Linked DNA regions of Zea mays: region 1 is linked to region 2. A link is a contact called in public Hi-C data. All regions are on one chromosome and are shown on one strand. Each heading gives the region's core, a stretch centred on a gene start, on an enhancer-like site or on the middle of the called end of the contact. The rest is flanking DNA. Distances are from core to core; before and after follow the strand shown. Region 1 has its middle 4.4 kb from the start of LOC100274900. Region 2 overlaps LOC118471883 (protein SUPPRESSOR OF QUENCHING 1, chloroplastic-like).

The links. Hi-C and Micro-C count contacts between places; a contact is called where the count stands out from the background.
Region 1: a contact with region 2 is called in a Hi-C map of ear, with 2.7 times the contacts expected there. The contact joins two enhancer-like sites. A contact is called at or near these places in 8 of 25 Hi-C or Micro-C datasets (bundle sheath, ear, leaf and 3 more).

Annotation. Positions count from the first base shown.
Region 1 is chr1:50,812,456-50,818,872 of Zm-B73-REFERENCE-NAM-5.0, forward strand. No RefSeq gene overlaps it. Among protein-coding and RNA genes, the nearest start is that of LOC100274900, 4.4 kb to the right of the region's middle. Within about 2 kb of position 2,601, at least 10 of the 20 cell types and tissues checked have an H3K27ac peak or open chromatin away from gene starts, as enhancers often do. A contact at or near this core is called in ear, root tip and tassel, where this site is marked.
Region 2 is chr1:50,614,003-50,620,770 of Zm-B73-REFERENCE-NAM-5.0, forward strand. LOC118471883 (protein SUPPRESSOR OF QUENCHING 1, chloroplastic-like) reads left to right here. Exons shown (of 28, transcript NM_001395056.1): 26 at 3,349-3,596; 27 at 3,729-3,878; 28 at 4,413-4,770. The coding sequence ends at 4,589. Among protein-coding and RNA genes, the nearest start is that of LOC118473617, 32 kb to the left of the region's middle. Within about 2 kb of position 5,244, at least 9 of the 20 cell types and tissues checked have an H3K27ac peak or open chromatin away from gene starts, as enhancers often do. A contact at or near this core is called in ear, root tip and tassel, where this site is marked.

The DNA of each region.
Region 1 (6,417 bases), core at 1,351-3,850, 200 kb after region 2:
CAAAGCTGCAAAGGCCTGATGGGTGCGATTAAGTCAAGGATCGGTCCATTCGAGGGACGCGATCACGCCTCGCCCGAGCCCAGCCTCGGGCAAGGGCAGCCGACCCCGGAGGACCTACGTCTCACCCGAGGCCCCCTTCCAGCAACAGACACACCTTCGGCTCGCCCGAGGCCCAGTCTTCACCAAGAAGCAACCTTGGCCAAATCGCCACACCGACCGACCAAATCGCAGGGGCATTTAATGCAAAGGTGGCCTGACACCTTTATCCTGACGCACGCCCTCCAGTCGACAGAGCCGAAGTGACCGCAGTCACTTCGCCGCTCCACTGACCGGTCTGACAAGAGGACAGCGCCGCCTGCGCCGCTCCGACTGCTGAGCCACTCGACAGAGTGAGGCTGACAGCAGCCAAGTCCGGTCTCAGGCGTCATAGGAAACTCCGCTTCGCCCGACCCCAGGGCTCGGACTTGGGCTCAGCCCCGAAAGACGACGAACTCCGCTCCACCCGACCCCAGAGCTCGGACTTGGGCTCAGCCCCGGAAGACGACGAACTCCGCCTCGCCCGACCCCAGGGCTCGGACTCGGGCTCAGCCCCGGAAGACGGTGAACTCCGCTCCGCCCGACCCCAGGGCTCGGACTCGGGCTCAGCCCCGGAAGACGGCGAACTCCGCCTCGCCCGACCCTAGGGCTCGGACTCAGGCTCAGCCCCGAAGGACGACGAACTCCGCTTCGCCCGACCCCAGGGCTCGGACTCAACCCTGGCCTGAGTCGACGGTCTCCGCCTCGTCCGACCCGGGGGCTCGGACTCGACCTCGACCTCGGAAGACAGACTCGACCTCGACCTCGGAGGAGCCTCCACCTCGCCCAACCTAGGGCACGGACCGACCACGTCAACAGGAAGCGCCATCATTACCCTACCCCGAGCTGACTCAGGCTACGGGGAACAAGACCGGCGTCCCATCTGGCTCGCTCCACCATACGAGTAATGATGGCGCCCCGCATGCCCTGTGACGACGGCGGCTCTCAGCCCCCTTACGGAAGCAAGAGGACGTCAGCAAGGACTCGACAGCCCCGACAGCTGTCCTTCCGCCAGGCTCCAGTGCTCCTCCGACGGCCATGACACCACGCGAACTGGGTGCCAAGACCTCTCCGGCTGCCACGATGGCATGTACTTAGGACGCTAGCTCTCCACCGCTAGACACGTTAGCATATTGCTACACTCCCCATTGTACATCTGGATCCTCTCCTTACGCCTATAAAAGGGAGGACCAGGGCCCTCTTACAGAGGGTTGGCCGCGCGGGGAATGACGGGACGGCGCTCGCGCAAGGCCGCTCGCTCCCTCCCGCGTGGACGCTTGTAACCCCCTACTGCAAGCGCACCCGATCTGGGCGCGGGGCTAACACGAAGGCCGCGGGTTCCACTCTCCCACGCCTGTCTCCCACCGGCTGCTTTCTTCCTCCCTTCGCGTTCCGCCTCGCGTCGACCCATCTGGGCTGGGGCACGCGGCGACAATTCACTCGTCGGTCCAGGGACCCCCCGGGTTTCGAAACACCGACAGAGGGAATATAATTTTTTTTGAGAGCAAGGTTAATAATATAGCTTATAGCGAGCTTTATGATGTTGTACATATATATATATATATGGCCAACCGCAAGCCTAGTTATATAATAATTACTTCATGATATAAGCTTCACATTTATTATTTGGTGCACCACTTTCTCTTATAAGCTATATTAAAGTACGTGAGAAGCATGCTTTCAGTTGACTAGCGAGCACTCCATTTTTCTTATCTCTTTATTTCTCTTTGTCTTCTACGTCGCCATAAATCTGACGTGGCATCTCTTACAACCTGGTACATAATCTTATTATACTTGCTCTCAGACGCAAATCAACTAGCGAGAAACTCATCGGTAGCTCTGAGTTTTTCCTTGTTCTCTCTTATCCACGAAAATGCTAGTCAGCTAGATCGAGCGGGTAGTTGGACCTAATCCTTAGGACTAGTTTGAAAACTCAAATACCTCAAATAAAAGAAAAATTAGTTTATTTACATTTTTTAGGTTTGGCCCATACCAGGGCGAATCTAGGGTTGTTTGTTGAGGTCAGTTGACTTGACCCAATAAAATCTATAAATCCTTTAATAAAACACTGTTAAAAATTAAAAAAATTGTAATGATATGATGAAGTTGATCCTAGTGACCCGACAACATTTTTGGCTATTCGCCACTGGCCCATACGACTGTTTATAATCACGTTCGGACTTGCGCAAGGATTCCTTCAACCGCGCATGTGAGCTTACTACCATGATTATTGGAGCTCTACATGGCGCCAGGTACGTCCCGCGGTAGTGCGGTACATAAACCGCATCTCTCTAGCCCGCCCGCTCCAGCGAGTGCGCGACCCTGTAGATACCACCGCACACCGGCAGGCAAACAGATAACACAAGTACATGGACCGAGCTGGCCGGCTACCCGACCCGCCTGCCTGTCTCGGCTGGTGGTAGACGAGCGCGCCCGTCGCCTAGCTCGGACACACAGCCACCGGAGCAACTCCAACAACCAGCCCAGGCAGGCAACCCCAGCTTTGGCGCGGCATCCGGCACGGCTGATGCACGCCGCCTGCCGCTCGGTACGGCTCGGTGCCCCTCACGTACAGACGCCCGCCAGCCCGCCCGCCGGCCTCGCCGCGCTCCACATGATCTCATTACCGCCGCTGCGGACCCCCAATCACGGCCTGCTGACTTACTGAGCCACGGGCGTAAATACCCGTATCAGGCGCATCGCCCAGGCCCCCGCGGCCCATGCCACGCTGCCGCAGACCACGAGAAGGTGCCGGATCTTTTCTTGGCGGGAGTACGATCTCTCGCTCCAATGGCGCGCAACTGGAGAGAAGCGGCGGACTTGCTTGGCTCTCGCCTCTCGGTCGCCTCCTCCCCTATCTCTCTCTCTGGCTGATGGGGCAAACACTATGGGATGTCTTTGCACAGTTGCACTTGGTCCATGTGGTTTCTTCGTTGCATGCTACATTGGCGACGACGACGGGTCATTGCCGCTGCCTGTGTCCGTAGCTCAACGTTATCATGACACCGTGGAGGCTTTGCTCCCTCTCAGAGGGCCTTCTGTGTCGTCCATATGTACATGTACCTGATCCAACCACTCGAGCGTTTTACTGTGTTTCTAGATGCTCGATAGTTTTTTTTAACATGTGGAAGGCGTGAAGATCACCTGTTCGTGTAGACTGTAGTATACTGTATATACGGTGTGTTCTAGGCCGTCGTCTGCGGAACTCCAGACATTGCGGGGGTACGTTTTTGTTTTCCCTCCCTCTTTTTTTTTCCTCGGACTATTTCGTTGCTTTGACCTGGACTCTACTGATTTCGTTAGCAGATGTCCAGATGGTTAAGTCCGTCGGTAACCAAGTAGTACTGTTGAGAACCGAAAGTGGCATGGCGGACTGTTCGGTCCACGGTATGGACGGTCCGCGTGTGCGCAGAATTAGTTAGGGTTCTGTATTTTTTATAGAATTTGATAGCTAAACCTGTAGAATTAACTCAAAAAACGACTTGTAACGGGTTCAGACCACCCTTTTATATAAATGAATGGTCACGGCCGATTAAATCTCTCACAATCGATCAAATCAATTCTACTTATCGTTTTTACCTTATATATTAGGAGACATGCTTATTGCGAGTGGCATAATTATTTTTCCCATGCCACCAATGCTTGTAATGTTTTCGTCGACAGATACAATCGGTCATAAATAAGGCCTGGTTGAGTTTTCATGACATGCAAGTGGACACACAACCATTTCCTGTCAGTGCAATAGAACTAGCAAATAAAAAAGTCTTGGTTTGGCCCGAAACGGCCGATAAAGACAAAGGCAAAAACATCATCATTGGTGACCCTCGCACATCGAGAATATCACAAGGAGGGATTGCTCGAAAGGCTCCGGACAAAAAGACTAACAAGTCCGAAGGCGCTGGGGACAGGCTCAGTCGAGCAGCCGAGCAAAGCTCCCTGACTCGAGCATCACAGACCGTCCAAGCCTTGGGCGCGGACCATCCGATGCTCATGCAGACTGTCCGGTTGACTTCCCATAACCAGAGGCGTCGGCCTCCACACAAAGCGACAAAAGAGACACGGGGCCAAAGCACATATAACACACATGGTCGGTTGGTCAAAGCTGACCCTACTTTTAGTCAATTGCTCTCCAAATATGCTAACAAGAAGGTCGTTCTACGCGATCGGCCAACGAAGCAGCCCTAGTCACCCACCAAAACAAACGGTCAAATAAAACTGACCGAAAAGCGATGCAGCAAGCATCGCCTATTCATCTAATGATGCATTAATACTTTCCACCTGCATACTCAACGTCGATATATTGTCCTGTTCAAACGTGAAATGGTACGACGATGAACTCTTGGTATATGCATAGTCCCTTTGCCTATTCAGGTTGGGGCACCTTCATTTTATACCTTTTGATCCATGGATCAGATGGTCATGGTCGAGAAAGATGCAATCCGAAACGACATTTATGCATTAGAGTTCTATTGAATAATCACCCTATTGGATTGAAAATCCGATGACTTGCATCAGGCTTAGTTCTTACTTCGGGAACAAAGTGACTTGTGAGATCTATTATTTTCAAAGGATGCTAGCAGTACACATGCTTTTGGTTGGTCAACCTCTACCAAGAGGCAGGGGGCATATGTTGAGAACCGAAAGTGGCATGGCGAACTATCCGCCCTTAGGGCCTGACGGTCCGCGGTCCGAACTATCCACGGTAACGACACGGACGGTCCGCGCGTGCGCAGAATCCGTTAGATTTCTGGATTTCTTATGGGATTTGTTAGCTAAACCTACAGGATTAACTCGAGAACCGACTTGTAATGGGTGTAGACCCCTCTTTATATAGATGAAGGGTTACGACCAATTGAACCTTCACAATCGATCAAATCAATTATACTTATCGTTTTTAACTTATGCATTAGGAGTAGCTCTAGTTTAGCCTTCATCTACCTCAAATCTCCACCTTTCTTCGGCTCTACATCGACTAGAAGCGTCTTGGGTGGTCTGCCGACTCTAAGACATAACCTAAGATCTCTCCTCACCGACAGAGTCCCTCCCGCTAGACGAAATCTAGGTCTGCTACAAAGAAGATGACCTTCTCCATCGTGGACCATTCGAGCCCCAGGCACAGGCCATTTCAACGTATACAGAGAAGGAGCCGCTCCTGCGCTAGGCCGCGGACTGTCCGCGCCTCCGCAGCTGGTTCATCTCCAGTGTGTGGCGTGTCAACGAGTACTAGTAGTACTTAAACCTTTCATGAGTGTGACGTGGAAAGACGTACTGTACTAGCATCTCGCGCGCAGCGATGAGGCAGTGACGCCCATGTGGCTCCCCATTAAGAAGCAAATGATATTTAATTAGCCGATTGGCCCTCAAATACGGAACGCGACTCTCACCAACGTGCTGTCTGACGATCTCTCAAATCCATGGAGTCCGTAGCAGTAGTAGTAGTAACTTTTTTGGGGGGTTCTTACCTTGGCTTTGAACGCTGATAGATGGTCTATTTGGTGGCAGAGCAATCGGCAGTGGCATTGCATTTGCGTCTCTCTGTCCTTTGTTCAGTCCTCAACTCCCTGAATCACCGATCTGATCTCGCTCAGAGGCTCCTCCCCCAGTCTCAACGTCACGAGAGCCACGCACGCATGTGTACGGTACGGCGGAGGATGATGCAAACCATTGCTAGGAAGCGAGGGAGCAGGCGTGCGTGCAGCCCTATCGGTAGGCTTTGGGATTAATAAAAACACGCGCGCGGCCCTGCCCCTGCCTGCCAGCGGGGGCATGCAGAGCAGAGCTTGCAGACGCGCTCGTTACTAGTAGTATTAAAAAAAAAGAAACAGATGTTTACGCCTGCCGAGGCGAGGAGGGCATTTGACTTGGGGCGGCCATTAAAAGCCTCGCGGCAGCCGCCTCATAAAACGGGGGCACGGCTCTTCTCTTTTACACGGCCAAGCAACGTTGCATTGCAACATGGAATGGAACGCACGTGGCCTTCTTTCTCTTTCCGCAGCCTCCTCTCCTCATCGTTATGGATCATCAAATAAAAATAATATAGTAAAACAACTTTTCACCCAGATGGAAATGGTCACATGCTAGCGCCCTCGCTCCCTCCACAGCCCACCCCACAGGCATCTCTCCGATCCGCCTCCTGCTAAACAACAAATTAGAGAGGATAAGCACGGGCTTTGTCGGGGCTGATGAGCGGCGCGGGGGGGTTGCTTGCGCCGAGCGACATCCTCGCATGTGACCCCGCGGCCGGCCGGGGCTCCATGCATGTTACGACCAGGCCCATGAGGAACATGGCGCCACATGCTACACTAGCGCCGGCCCCCCTAGTCCACAGCAAAGCAGACGGCA
Region 2 (6,768 bases), core at 3,994-6,493:
ATGTAATATGGTTCGGAAAATATCCGTCTGGATCCAGATTCGAAGATGGTGAACACTGGTTTGGATAGAATTTTCGGATAACGGATACGAATACGGATATTTTGTTCGGATATCGAATTCTAATACAATATTCCTGATATCCGTCGGATATCGAATATCTGGATATCTTCTCGTATATCCGGATAGTTTTGTGCATTTTGTTGATTTTTTTAGAAAGAAATTAATAATACACAAATATCCTCATAAATTTATGAAATTTTATGGAGGCATAACATATGTCCACATATAATCCTCCAAAATATTTGGACCATAAAATCTATAATATGGTAGTGTTTCTTTCATTTCACTTATTGCGTGAATTACACGTGAAATCACTCTAAATATCCAAGTTTCAACATAATCAATACTTCACTTTATTATTTTTATGTGGAGACTTGGGGTTATATTCTTATAGAATGTTTATTAGTCTTGGTAACTTATTTGCATTTTGATGATTTTATGCAAAATAAATTAATAATACACATATAGCCTAAGAATTCACGAATTTTTACAAAAGCGCGACATATGTACACATATAATGCTAAAAAAATGTTTGGACTCAAGGAGTGGATAAATGATTACAACTATGATATGTGTGGAATGATGTCTTACACGGTATCCGACAAAAAATCGTTACCGATTAGTTCCGTATTTGACACACAGCTATCCATATTTGTATCCGAAAACATTGGTATTCGTATCCGAAGCTATTCGAATTCGAATCCGAATAAAAAATATAAAAACAAATATGGTTTCAGTGATATCCGTCCGTATTCGATCCGATTACAAGTGGCACGTTCTGCTTGGTTGCCCCACTCACCGCCACCGCCAGCTGCTGCCCGTCGGGCCACCCGTGTCACCAGTTGCGCATGCACCCCACTTGCCACCACTGCTGGATGCAGCTCGTCAGATGCAGTGCGACGTCGGCCGCTGAGAGCCCATCTTGCCGCTGCTACTGACATGCCCGGCCCACACCATTGATTTGAGGAAAGAGAGAAAATAAAGGGGAGAGAGGAAGGAGAAACGGTTTAGGGCCTGATTGGTTGTCTTCCCAGAGTAGCCTGTCCCGTATCTAGGAACCAGGACCCAGCAGGCCATGCTCTGTGCATGCAAAAGGGGTATGTGTTGAAACTGTTAATTGGATAGATGGGCTAACCCTAGAGGGTAGCAATATAGTCTTACATGGGCCTGGCACATGGGCCACACCATGTACACTAACACTCCCCCGCAGTCTGAACATCCGACGCAGCGGAGTTCACAGACTGGACTAAAAAAGGAAGGCGAAAAAGAAAGGCGTGCATTGTGCATTACACAGATGTACATTACACCATAGGATCCCCCCACAGCCGCAACTACCCACTACTGATGTTGAGGCTGGAGCGAAACTCAGCGAAGGTCGAGGACGGAAGACCCTTGGTGAAGATATCAGCAAATTGAGAGGTGGTCGGGACGTGGAGGACCCGAACAGCACCGGCGGCGACATAATCGCGGACGAAGTGTAGATCGATCTCTACATGCTTGGTCCGCTGGTGTTGCACTGGGTTGGTGGAGAGGTAGACCGCGCTGACGTTGTCGCAGTAGACCAACGTGCTCCTGGAGAGTGGACAGTGAAGCTCGACGAGGAGCTGTCGGAGCCAAGCAGCCTCCGCCACGCCGTTGGCCACGGCACGGTACTCCGCCTCGGCGCTCGAGCGGGAGATGACCGGCTGGCGCTTCGACGACCAGGACACCAGGTTGCCGCCTAAGAAAACGGCGAAGCCGGAGGTAGAGCGCCGAGTGTCTGGGCACCCTGCCCAGTCAGCGTCGGTGTAGACGACCAGGTCGGAGGATGTAGACCGGTGAAGAAGCAGTCCGTAATCGACGGTGCCCCGGAGATAGCGGAGGAGGCGCTTGAGAGCCACGAGGTGGGGTTCCGGGGGTCGTGCATATGGAGACAGACCTGTTGCACAGCGTAGGAGATGTCCGGCCTGGTGAAGGTGAGGTACTGAAGGGCACCAACAAGACTCCTGTACCCGGTGGGGTCCTCGACGGGGTCACCCTGGGCCTCAGAGAGCTTCGCCTGTGTGTCGACTGGGGTAGAGCAGGGCTTACAGTCAGTCATCTTGGCCCGCTCCAGAATGTCAAGAGTGTACTGCCGCTGGTGAAGTAGGAGTCCGGAGGGACGAGCCTCAGCAGTGACCCCCAGGAAATGGTGAAGTACGCCCAGATCCTTGACCGGAAACTCCCGCTGAAGCGCGTCGACAAGGCGGCGAAGAAGTGACTGACTGGAGGCAGTGAGTACAATGTCGTCCACGTAGAGAAGCAAGTAGGCAGTCTCTGCTCCATGATGGTGGACGAACAGGGACGTGTCTGACTTGGCCTCCACGAAACCCAGGGTCACCAAGAACGTAGCCAGTCTGGAGTGCCAGGCCCGGGGGGCCTGCTTGAGGCCGTAGAGGGACCTGTTGAGCCGGCAGACCATGTCAGGGTGTGAGGAGTCCACGAACCCCGCCGGCTGACAGCAGTAGACGGTCTCGGTGAGGGTGCCGTGCAGGAAAGCGTTCTTGACGTCGAGCTGGTGAACTGGCCAGGAGCGAGCAAGGGCCAGTGAGAGCACCGTACGGACGGTGGCCGGCTTCACAACCGGGCTGAAGGTCTCATCGTAGTCTACTCCGGGGCGCTGAGTGAAGCCCCGAAGGACCCAGCGAGCCTTGTACCGCTCCAGGGTACCATCGGCCCGCCGCTTGTGCGTCCAGATCCACTTGCCGGTGACGACGTTGGTGCCGGGCGGACGGGGCACCAGATCCCACGTCTGGTTGGCGACGAGCGCCGAGTACTCCTCCTCCATCGCCCGACGCCAGTGGGGGTCCAGCAGGGCGGTGCGGACGGAGGTGGGTACCGGAGAAGCTTGCGAGTCTCCGGTCGTGGCAGCCAGGACCCGGGGCGGCAGGGTACCAGCCGCGTGCCGCGTCACCATCGGGTGGATGTGCCGCGGGTCGCGGTGAAGGAGCGGCGGGTGGTACACCGGCGTCTCGACAGGTGCCGCGGGTGGCCGCGGCGGAGGTGTAGGTGTCCCTGGCATCTCGAACTAATTGAACTTTTTTTCTGTATCCATTGGCCACACAACACCAATTGAACTTTTCTGTGTCCATTAGCCACACAACATCACTTTCCATGTCCTTGAGCAGTTTTGGCCTTGATACAGTTACTACTTGATAAATACAGCTCTTGAGATTCTACATTGAATTTTTTCCTCATTATCCTTTGTGTTCTGCTGTACTGCAAACTGAAAGTGAATATAATACAATGGTGTAACTGATATATGTACAGGAAGGCTTCTTGTAGCAGATACAAACAACAACACAATCAGATATATAACTCTTAGTGACAAAGGTGCTGAGGTGAAGACACTAGAGTTGATCGGAGTACAACCGCCATCACCAAAACCGAAGGTGTTGAAACGCCTAAGACGGCGATTATCGGCAGATACAGATGTTATTAATGTCGATGGTGGTTCTTCAAAGGAAGGATTCTTGTCTCTTGCAGTTACAGTACCTGATGGTTACCATTTCTCCAAGGTCATCAATAACCATAAGACATTGTTTTTTCTTATCTTACTTGCAAGTTTGCATTATTCATGGTAGTCACTAGTGACTGTGTGGTACAGCATTCAACAGTGCTTGTATTAAAGTTTTTTCGCTGAGGTGTAGGAAGCCCGCAGTAAATTTGATGTGGAAACAGAGCCGCCTAATGCAGTTGAGATTGAACCAGCGAACGGTTTTCTAAACTCGGAAGGGCTGGCATCACTGAAGTTCAGAAGGATATCATCATCCTTGTCAATGGGAAGGATAAACTGCAAGGTAGTGACATGGAATCAGCAATGTCATTTATTAATTTGTTAGATTATTCGCACTACCTTACTTTATCTCTTGCCACATGAATCAAGATGTGACAAGTGACCAAGTCAATCCTAGAAAGGAATGGGAAAGCATCTTAATAAATACAGAAATAGTGTTGTAATTAATTGGTGCCATTTGATGGCGGCAGTGGTAAAAACTGCCTCAAGGTAGGATGATATGTGTAAACAGGAGTCAAGTTGTATTATAGCTGGTACAAGTTCCCTGCTAGGAAAATAGTCAATAAAGACCATCCTATTCATATGGTCGCCATAAATTTGTGTGCATTCCCTGCTGGAGTTAGGATGCACGAGGCTCTGCTGTACGATATGCTATGTGTGCCATTTGTTGTTTCTTAGTTAACAAAGTACTGTGTTGCTGATATATTTTCTTATCAAAGATTTACTGGTTGCACAAATAGATAAAAATCAACTAAAGGAAATCTTTTCCCTTAGGATTATCAGATTATGAATGAGTATGTTCTATTCTATCTTGTAGGTTTACTACTGTAAAGAAGATGAAGTTTGTCTCTACCAATCGATTGCTTTTGATGTCAAATTCCGTGAAGAGGCGGAACCGAACCCAGCACAAATTACGCTATCCTATACTGTTTCGCCAAGAGATAATTCAGGTAGCACACAACTACTGGCTGCTAGAAAGAATGCCAAGGTGTAGTCAGACTCACGGTGATTTTTTTACTTGCATCATTGTATTGATTGTCAATTTGGCCCCAGGCCCACAATGGCAAGTGTTTCAAGATTGACTTCTCCTGTATGTTGTATAGCGACATGTTGCTTGTAACCCAGCTTCATTGTCTCCCCTCAGCACAACAGTATTAATGGAGTAGTTTATTGTCAGTTCATTGGTTGCTTGGAACACCGTATGGAGTCCATTTGTTGGAACCCTGTTAACCCTAATGATTGATGAATCGAACAATTTTATTCCAAACAAAGAGTTGTGGTGCTTTGCAAAACACTGCCTGCTTGCCTATCTGCAGCACAAAATCTCTTGACAGTATAACCTTTTCAAATCATGGTCTTGCACATGCTCCCTGTCCAAATAATAAAACAAAAATGATGAGTGCAGGCATGTGCTATGAAGAATTCAGTTTTGTCATGGTAGCCGTGCATTATGGTTATTTGAATATCTCTGAATGGCGCAAGAAAATGTGTATGTCTGGAGACACAAGAGCAAGATTAGCTGGCATCCTTTTACAACCAACACTAGTGGTAGCTCCCTGAATTGGTGATGGTTTCTGTTGCTGATTCATGATTGATGGCACTATACAATTAGCGATCCATGATGGTCCGTGGCCGCAACATCGCGTTTGGGACAGGTGGAAAGCACGGGATCCATGATTTCGTTTCGGTGTTGCCCAGTTCTTTTTGCGATTCCAACCTTGAGTTTCGGAAGGCAGCTGGCACGTTTCTTTGACCTGTTGTGTCATGTACTCATGTTGTACCGTCGACACCTGTGTTTTTTTTCCCGCAATATCCTCCTACCATCTTTCAAAGGATTAAGGCCTTGTTTGTTTGTGTCGGATTGTACCCAGAATCGTTTTACCTAATCAAAGTTTATATAAATTAGAGAAGCAATTCGGTTAGGAATCGTTCCGACCCACCAATCTGACAGAAACGAACAAGGCCTAAGGTGATAGGTTTTGTCCGGGTTGGAATCCAGTGAATTAGTCTGACAATTCCAGTGGGACTCATGAGTCATGACTAGACCAATGATCTGATTGTTTATGCTATTCCACCCTTAGAACCCATGGATTAGGCCATACCTGTCATGTGTTTGAGCAGTGGCATGGACCTCACTTCTCCATGTGCAAAGCAGGCCCCTGTTTCGGGTCATCATGTTTATGCACGAGCAGCATTTTCGCTGTCTGGAAAAACATAAAAATGTAGCAGCATATAGCTGTTGGGACTGAATAACGGCTCTGTACTTCATCAGTAAGGGGGTTGTTTGGTTACTTTAGTCACTTGTCTAAACTCTAGTCCCTTGAATTCCTCGAATTTCTATTTAGGAGCCCTCCTTTAGTCATACCAATTGCCAGTTTATTGAATATAAGTGACTGGAGTTTAGGAGATGGGAACAGAACAGCCCCTAAAAAGGTGCAATTTTAGTATAGTGCTGAGTCAAACCAGATTTAAGTTTAACTAAATTTGTAGAAAAAATGTTAATACCTATGATACCAACACTAGGTTCGTTATGGAACATATTTTGTTTACCTATTTTGCGTACTAAATACTCTATTCTACATTGTAAATACTCTATTCTATAGATATTCGGTTAAACTTTAGATAGTTTTTAACTAAAAATAAATAGTTTGACTAAAAATAGATAGGACGGATGCAGTAGCTGTCTCTACACTACACAGGCTGTTTCTGGACCATGCCTTCCATTAGCTTGGTTGTTGGTAACCCTATCAACCTTGTTTTCTATGATGAAGTGTAGCTTGGACTGCATAGTAATCAGCTGACACGCCATCTTTTGTATGACCAGCACAAGACGACCCTCTCTTGGACTAATGAGCATGCTCGATCGATACGTCCATGCACCAAGCGCCAGTGGGAGCCGGTGGCCACTGGCCAGGGCCTGTTGGGCCCTGCCACATTTTTGTCAGGAACAGTCCTGTTCAGTGAAACCTGTTCATCAACATGGCTCGATGGCATCTGATGTGGCCGGCGTGGCCTTGCGGAGCCAAGACAGAGGCTGAACCTTGAAAGTAGGCAGTGTCGTGCCCTGCAAGTGCAACTGCAACCAGCTCAGCCTTGGGTTTATGTCATACCAGGGTAAATCTGGCTCAAATGTGTGTTAGTATTAAGTCTCACATATATGATCACTCATGGTA